Linked DNA regions of Ovis aries: region 1 is linked to region 2. Evidence: chromatin contacts called from public Hi-C data. All regions are on one chromosome and are shown on one strand. The core of a region is the stretch at or near the end of the contact, and the rest is flanking DNA. Distances in the headings are between cores, read along the strand shown.

Evidence for each region. A called contact is a pair of places that touch in the nucleus more often than the background predicts.
Region 1: a Hi-C map of hypothalamus shows a contact between it and region 2, with 7 times the contacts expected there. The contact joins the enhancer-like site here to the promoter of BRF1 in region 2. A contact is called at or near these places in 5 of 16 Hi-C or Micro-C datasets (hypothalamus, liver, muscle and 2 more).

What each region holds. Positions count from the first base shown.
Region 1 is chr18:67,395,578-67,399,632 of ARS-UI_Ramb_v3.0, reverse strand. It overlaps PACS2 (phosphofurin acidic cluster sorting protein 2), which reads right to left. Exons shown (of 24, transcript XM_027957488.3): 3 at 1,984-2,073; 4 at 148-273. Among named protein-coding and RNA genes, the nearest start is that of TEX22, 26 kb to the left of the region's middle. Within about 2 kb of position 2,047, at least 1 of the 54 cell types and tissues checked has an H3K27ac peak or open chromatin away from gene starts, as enhancers often do. A contact at or near this core is called in hypothalamus, where this site is marked.
Region 2 is chr18:67,347,618-67,351,358 of ARS-UI_Ramb_v3.0, reverse strand. It overlaps BRF1 (BRF1 RNA polymerase III transcription initiation factor subunit), which reads left to right and starts at 1,654. Exons shown (of 15, transcript XM_027957480.2): 1 at 1,654-1,869. The coding sequence starts at 1,686.

The DNA of each region.
Region 1 (4,055 bases), core at 798-3,297, 48 kb before region 2:
GGCCCCTGGCGCACCACACCCCGGGCAGCCTCCTTCCCGCTGGGCAGGAGGCTCAGGGCGGCAGTGCGGGCGGGCTGCCTGCAGGGACGCGCCCCCAGCCGCCCCGCCCGCCAGGAGGCCCGGGAGGCTGCCTGCCGCCGCCCTCACCTCAGCCATGTTGACGGAGCCGGCCGCCAGCGTCTTGTAGCCCAGGATGGTCCGGTGCTTGTATCTCTTCCTCCGCTGCAGCATGACCTGAAGCTTGTTGCCTTCTCTCTTCAGGAAGTGGGGGTACTGCGGGGGAGGGGCCACAATGACACAGACCCTCGCCCCTCAACCCCCATGGGGCACGCGCCTGAGCCCGGCTCCCGGCCCGCTGCTCATCACAGGCCGCGGCCGCAGGAACGGCCACTGGCGGCAGACGCGCGCCGCGTGCTCAGGCCCTCGGGAGGGGCCCGCCCGTCTGGGGTAACTGCTCAGCGGGGCACCTGCCCGGCGGTCCAGGGCGCCGTGCCCACCCAGCACCCCGGGCCCAGGCGGCCACGCCCGCTCCCGGGACCCCGGCGCTTGTGCACACTGGCGCGCTCGTGTGCACAGAGCAGCTGCGCACGTTTCCTCAAGGGTCACAACTAATAGCCTACTGTAAAAGCTGGGGGCCATAGGCTGTGCTCTGCTGGGGCGGAGGTGGAGGTGAGACGCCTGTGTCCACGCCCAAGGAGCACAGGCTTGGAAACAGCGAACCGCACGCTTTGGAAATTACACTCAACAGACCTGATTCCTGGGGCATTCCCCGGCGGTCGGGACTCGCTCTCACTGCTGAGGGCCTATGTTCAGTCCCTGGTTGGGGAGCTGAGATCCCAGAAGCCACTTGATGTGGCCAAATAAATAAAAAAAATAATAATGATAGAACCTGATTTTCCTCACCACCACCACCACAAAGAAAAGTCAACACAAAGCCCAGAAGCCGCCATGGGGCTGGGGCAGGGAGGCGGCCTGGGGGCGGAGGAGGCTGGCAGGGGTCTTGCAGACAGTCTGGGGGACGGGTGGTGGGGGGGCTGGCAGGGCTCTCGGAGGTGGTCTAGGGGGTGGTCTGGGGGGGCGGTCTGGGGGGCGGCCTGGCAGGGGAGGCTGGCAGGGGTCTGGCAGGGGAGGCTGGCAGGGGTCTCGCAGGCAGTCTGAGGGGCGGGCGGTGGGGGGGCTGGCAGGGCTCTCACAGGTGGTCTGGAGGGCAGTCTTGAGGGGGAGGCTGGCAGGGGTCTTGCAGACGGTCGGGGGCGTGGGGGTGGGGCTGGCAGGGCTCTCGCAGACTGGCCGCAGCACAGCCCTTTCTTACTCGCTCACAGCGACAGGGGCTTCTGGGGTTTGGAGGCACTGACGCTAATACGGCAGGCGTGCTCAGCCAGAACGGAAAGGGCTGAATCGAAACACCTCGGGTCTTAATCACGCACAGAGAAGGGGGGGGAGCAGCAGCCTGGGGGATTCTGGCCTGCCCAGCACCCGCCCCCCGGGAGACCGCTGCTTCACACAGGGTCGGGGGTCCTGGTCTAAAGCCCACCAGCAGCGCAGCCCGGAACACCCGAGGGGCCTGGACCGACAGGCGGGAGGCCCGTGGCCCCGCCCCTTCTCCGGCTCTTCCGTCTGAAACGCGGAGTTGCTTTCTGCCCCTCCCCAACCCGCATCTCTTCTAAACACGCATGAGATGACCGAACCTGAGCACCCTCTCTTCACCGTGGGAATGCGAGGAAAGACTCGCTCTAACACCCCGAGCGCATTTCTAACCCCGGAGAGCCCGCCCCGGGGGAGAGCGCGCCCCGGGGGAGAGCCGCCCCGGGGGAGAGCCGCCCCGGGGGAGAGCCGCCCCGGGGGAGAGCCGCCCCGGGGGAGAGCCCGCCCCGGGGGAGAGCCGCCCCGGGGGAGAGCCGCCCCGGGGGAGAGCCGCCCCGGGGGAGAGCCGCCCCGGGGAGAGCTGCCGGCGGCGCCGGCGCGGGGCGGGGCGGGGCCCACCTGCAGAGAGAAGGTCAGCGCCAGGTCCGTCTCCACTTGGCCGCTAGGGGGCAGCACGATCTCGTGGGACCGCAGGATCCGCTTGGAGCCCTGGCAGAGAGCAAGGCAGCGGGACTCAGGAGAGGGCACGTCGCAGCGGAAGGGCAACGGCCGGCCGGCGAGTCAGTTCATTTCAAAGTGTCAGCGGAAGAGCTGCCGCCGGGGAGGGGGCGGGAGGCCTGCGCATGTGACTCCCAAAGGCACTACCGGGGGTTCATCCGGAGCCTTAAAACAGCCCGTATCCTCTGACCTGCTGCGAACTGTGGTGCTGGAGAAGACTCCGGAGAGTCCCTTGGGCGTCAGGGAGATCAAACCAGTCAATCTTAGAGGAAATCAACCCTGAACATTCACTGGAAGGAGTGATGCTGAAGATGAAGCTCCAACACTCTGGCCACCTGATGCGAAGAACTGACTCATCAGAAAAGACCCTGATGCTGGGAAAGGCTGAAGGCGGGAGGAGAAGCGGACGCCAGAGGATGAGATGGCTGGATGGCATCACTGACTCGATGGATGTGAGTTTGAGCAAGCTCTGGGAGAGAGTGAGGGACAGGGAAGCCTGGCGTGCTGCAGTCCATCAGGTCACAAAGACTTGGACACGACTGAGCAACTGGACAGCCTCCTCTAGAGGTTTGTCCCAGCGCTTGAGGAGACGAGACTGAGATGGGTCACCGCCAAGTTCCCTGCACTCCCGGGATGAAGTGAAGGTGGATGAGCAGATGGGCGAGAGGCCACGTGTCCCTGGGAAGGCAGGACCCTGATGGTGTCCTCCCCCCACCCCCGCAGCAGAATGGGTGAGGCGGTCAGTGACTGAGGCCCAGCAGCCTGGCCGCAAGACGGGGAGGGCAGCACCAGCTCGAACCAGACCCGGGGAACAGAGAGACGGAGGTAAAGAGACCCAGGGATAGCACACCAAGGGGCCTGCGGGCCGGCAGGAAAAGTGAGTGGGAGCCACTCAGTCGCGCCCTGCTCTGGGCGAGCCCACGGACTCCACAGTCCACGGCATTCTCCAGGCCAGAACACTGCCGTGGGTAGCCTTTCCTTTCTCCAGGGGATCTTCCCGACCCAGGGATCGAACCCAGGTCTCCTGCATTGCAGGAGGATTTCTTTGCCGGCTGAGCCACCAGGGAGGCCCGACAGGAAAAGCTAAGCACTAAATGGCCGTGATACATGCACAGATGATCCGCAGAAAACACCCCGTCCCGACCCCTTGGCCCAGAAAAGGTTCCAAATGGATTGAAGATGTTAACCATAGCATCATCTTAAAAAACAGCCGTCCCAACGCAGACAGCCTTAGGAACTTGCTCCAGAGTGCAGGAAGTGGACACAGGGGGACCAGCTCAGCGCCGCATCCGGGCAGTACCTCGAGGAGACAGGCTCACAGGGCGGGCAGGCAAGCAGAGGCCACCCCCCTGGCTGACGGCAGCTCCCCAGCGTGCGACCAGGACGAGGGGCGCAGAGACGGGTGAGGGTGGGAGCAGGTGCCGGCCCCAGAGAAGACGCTGACGGAGCTGCAGGGGGAGGGCACCGCGCTGGGCCCGCAGGGAGGACAGCGCCCTCTGGACGCACGCGGGGTCTGGAGCCCCCACACACCCAGAGGGCGGACACCCCGTGGCCTGGTGCTCTCCACCCCCGGCCTCACCCCTGTGCCCATCACAGCCATGCCCCCAAGCTCCCTGCACCCCTGAGCCCGTCTGGGTCCGGCCCTCAACTGACAGGCCTGTGCCAGGTGAAGGGGAGTCCCAGCAAGGACGCGGGCAGGGGCAGCAGCAACCACAGCGGTCAGCCGGGGGCGGGCAGCTCATCTGCTCTGAGGGCCTGGGGGCGGCGGAGGAGCTGGGAGCGGGCTGAAAGGCAGGCGACCCAGCGGGACGGGAGGCCCAAGGACAAGCTGGGGAGGAGGCCACGTGGGGGGCAGGCTGGCAACGCAGCGCCGAGGTGAGCTGGCAGGACGGGCAGGGAGGCTGCAAAGGGGCCTGGGCCCGTCAGGGGCCGAGTGCTCCGTAGGGACGGGGTCCAGGTGGGACCACGAGCAG
Region 2 (3,741 bases), core at 405-2,904:
CTTCCCTACAAAAGACCAGCTGTCCCGCCTGTCATCAGCTTAGCTGGCTAGGCAGCCATGCCCTGTGGTGAGGATGGCCTGGAGGGCGAGATGCTGATGCGCAGGGTGGGCTCAGACCACCCTCCCCCAAGACTGGGACCCGCTGCAGACTTGCAGTTCCCGCGGGCTCTGGACGCTGTCGCTCAGTCGCGTCCGCCTCTGGGCCACCCCCATGGACTGCTGCGTGGCTTCCCTGCCCTTCACTGTCTCCTGGAGTCTGCTCAGCCCTCCTGTACCAGACTGTGGGAGCCTGTTCTACTTTCTCCATTCAGTGGCACTTGGGATTTAGGTTTAGAGCAGTGTGAGGCTGGGGTTCAATTCATCCTTCCCCTCCTCTCGATGCGGATTCCATCGCCGTTGAACGGTCTGTCTTTCCCGCAATGGTCCGGGACCCCCAAATTCCCACAGAGTTGGGGTTGTGTCTGTACTCTGGGTTTTAGTCCGTTTGTCCCTGTAAAACACCATGCGGCTTAATGGATGTAGCCAGGTATAATATTTTCATATACAGAAGGGCAGTTCCCTCTTCTTGAGCTTTCTTTCTTTCAGGATTTTCTCTTTGTTAGAATTTTCTTGCCTGCTCTTGTGCAGTGTGTTATTCAGATGACTTTAGGATCAGCTTATTGAGTCATGTGAAAATCCTGTTGACATTACGGCTGGGATTAAATAGAATGTACACACTGGCTCATGAAGAGTTTAAGTATTTACAACACTGCTTTCAAGTGGGAACGGGGCATTTTCGGATTTAGTTAGAGCTCCCACAGTCTTATAGTCAAGGTTTAAGTTTTTTAAGAAACGAGGTCTTGGAAGTTCCCTGCTGGCTTAGTGGTTAAGGCTCTGGACTTTCGCTGTGGCAGGCTGGGTTCGATCCCTGCTTGAGAAACAGATCAGGTCACGCGGCCTTGTGCGTTTCTTTTCAGGCCCATTTCCGGGGACCCAACGGCCTCTGGAGACGACGTAACAGCAACAGAAACGTTCCCGCCGTGGGTGAGCACGGGCGGCACGAGCGACTGTTACGAGGTGGGGCCTGCCGGCAGAGCGCGCGGGGGCACCGACAGGCGGAGGCCGGGCCTGAAGGCACTGGGGGGCCGGGGCACCCACGGGCGGAGGCCCGGCCTGAAGGCACCGAGCCGGGCGGGCGGCCGGGCCGGGTCTCCACCCTCGGCCTGAGCCGACCAGTCCCGAGCGCTCCTTTCCAGGCCCCGCACCTCGAGCCACGCCCGCGGCCCGGGATTCGCCCGCCAGCCCATCAGGCCCCGCCCACCGCGGCCGGCGCGGGCCCAGGCCCCGCCCACGAGCAGAGGTCCCGCCCCGCCCCTTCCCGCCCCGCCCCCCTCCAGCCCTGCGCCCGCCGTTGCGGCCTGTGGGTGCGAGTCCCGGGCCCGGTGGGTGCGAGTCCCGGGCCCGGTGGCTGCGTTCCCGGCGCGGGGCTGCAGGTTCGAGTCCTCGGCCCAGGAGCCCGCGGCCGTCCCGCCCGGCACGGCCGCGGCGGGCGGCGCCGTTCCGGTGCGCGCGCGGCGAATCTGCCGCTACGAATCGGCGGGCGCGGCGGCGGCGGCGGCGGCGGCCTCGCGAGAGTCTGAGCGGCGCGGCGGCGGCGGCGGCGGCGGGCGGCCTGGGGCGCGGGCCGGGCCCGCGGAGCCGCCGGCATGACGGGCCGCGTGTGCCGCGGGTGCGGCGGCACCGACATCGAGCTGGACGCGGCGCGCGGCGACGCCGTGTGCACCGGCTGCGGCTCGGTGCTCGAGGACAACATCATCGTGTCCGAGGTGCAGTTCGTGGAGAGCAGCGGCGGCGGCTCGTCGGCCGTGGGCCAGTTCGTGTCCCTGGACGGTGCGTCCCGGTGGGGGTCCCGGCGGCCGGGGCCGGGGGCGGGCGGGAGCGCTCGATAACAGCGCGGCGCGGGCTCCAGGCGTGGTCCGCCCGCAGTCGCCTGGCCCCTCGGGGCCGGCTGTCGGGGGTCGAGGACGTCAGCCTCCCGCAGCCCGCGGTGGGCGGCTCGGCCCCGCGGCTCCGGGGCCGGGATCCCCGCGCCTCGGGACTCAGTCGCCGCGCCCTGAGGACGGAGCTCCCCGGCGCCCGCGGCTGGCTCTCCGGGGCCCGGAGCCACCCTTGGGGACCCGCTTCCGTCCCTCAGCCCGGGACCCTGGAGACTCGCCCGGGGCGCTGCGCGCAGCGGGGCCCTTCCACGGCGAGTCCGAGGCGATCCGAAGGGAGCTGCGGGAGCGTGGCGGGTGGCTCCTGCCACGGACGCCGGTCACCCAGGACCGGATGGCAGCTGTGCGTTTAACGGGGTAACAAGCCCCCAAACTGACTTTCCAATGTGGCAACTCCGGTGTGCATTCTCGTAAGCTCCTTAGCCGGGGCTTGGGGTTGTCTGTACCTTTATATGCGTTTTCCGTGCGTCCCTAGCGTGTTGTGGCGCCTCCTCTCCACGCTAGTGCTCTCCCCTCGGGCACAGTGCTGTGAAACAGCTGTAAACCTCCCTTGCTGAAAGGTCTGTTCCGGTACTTTTGTGGGTAGTTTTATGCAGGCTGTTTTCTTACTGTTTTTATACAGGTTGAGTTTTGAGCACTCTTTAAATATTGTAGTTCCAAGTCATTCGCTAGACAGGTTATTTGCAGAAGTTTGAAATTTTGATTAAAAGCTTAAATTAGATGCGGTCCCCTTTTTGATTTTTTTCTTTTATTGTTTAGCTGCGAAGCCGTGTTCTACTCTTTGGGACCCCATGGACTGCAGCATTCCAGGCTTCCCTGTCCCTCACTATCTCCCGGAATTTGCTCAAACTCATGTCCATTGAGTCGGTGATGCCATCCAACCACCTCATCCTCTGTTGTCCCCTTCTCCAGATTGTACCTTTTCTGTCATTCTCAGAAATTTCCTGAGCCCGAGACACACTGTTCTTCTAAGTTTCACTTTCTAGTGCTTTATATTTAGCCTTATGGCCATCTTGAATTTAAGCTTCATGCAAGGTGTGGGGTGTAGGCTGAGGCTTGTTTTTTGCAGTGGCTGTCTGCTTGTTTTTCTTTTTGGCCACACGCCACCTGGCCAGGCGTTGGACCTGGGCCTTGGCAGTGAAAGCCCAGAATCCTAACCACTAGGCCACCAGGGAACTCCGTCGGCACCATTCCTTGAAAGACTGTCCTTTCTCGAATTGCCTTTGCTCCCTTGGAGGGCGTCACTGGGCTGTGTGTGTGTGGGTCTGTTTCTGGGCTCTCTGTCCCATCCCATTGTTGAGTTGGTCTGTCTACCACGTTCCCTCCTGCACGTTTATAGTAAGTCTTGAAATCAGACGTCGCGATTCCTCCAGCTTTGGCTTCCTTTTCAGGATTGCTTTACTTACAGTAAGTAGCTCCTGTCCCTTTTCATTCATTCGATTTTAGAATAAGTTTGTGTTTATTAAAAAAAAATCCTCCTGGGATTTTGATTGGAATTGTATTAAATCTCTCGATAAATTTGGAGAGCTTTGACATTTTGGGGCTTCCCTGGTGGCTCAGCTGGTGACGAATCTGCCTGCAATGCGGGATTCAGTCCCTGGGTTGGGAAGATCCCCTGGAGAAGGGAAAGGCTACCCGCTCCAGTGTTCTGGCCTGGAGAACTCCACGGACTGTTAGTCCATGGGGTCGCAGACAGCGGGACGCTGAGTGACGTTTCCTCTCACGTCTTCACTATGCTGTGCCTTCCGACCCCTGAGCGCAGATGGGT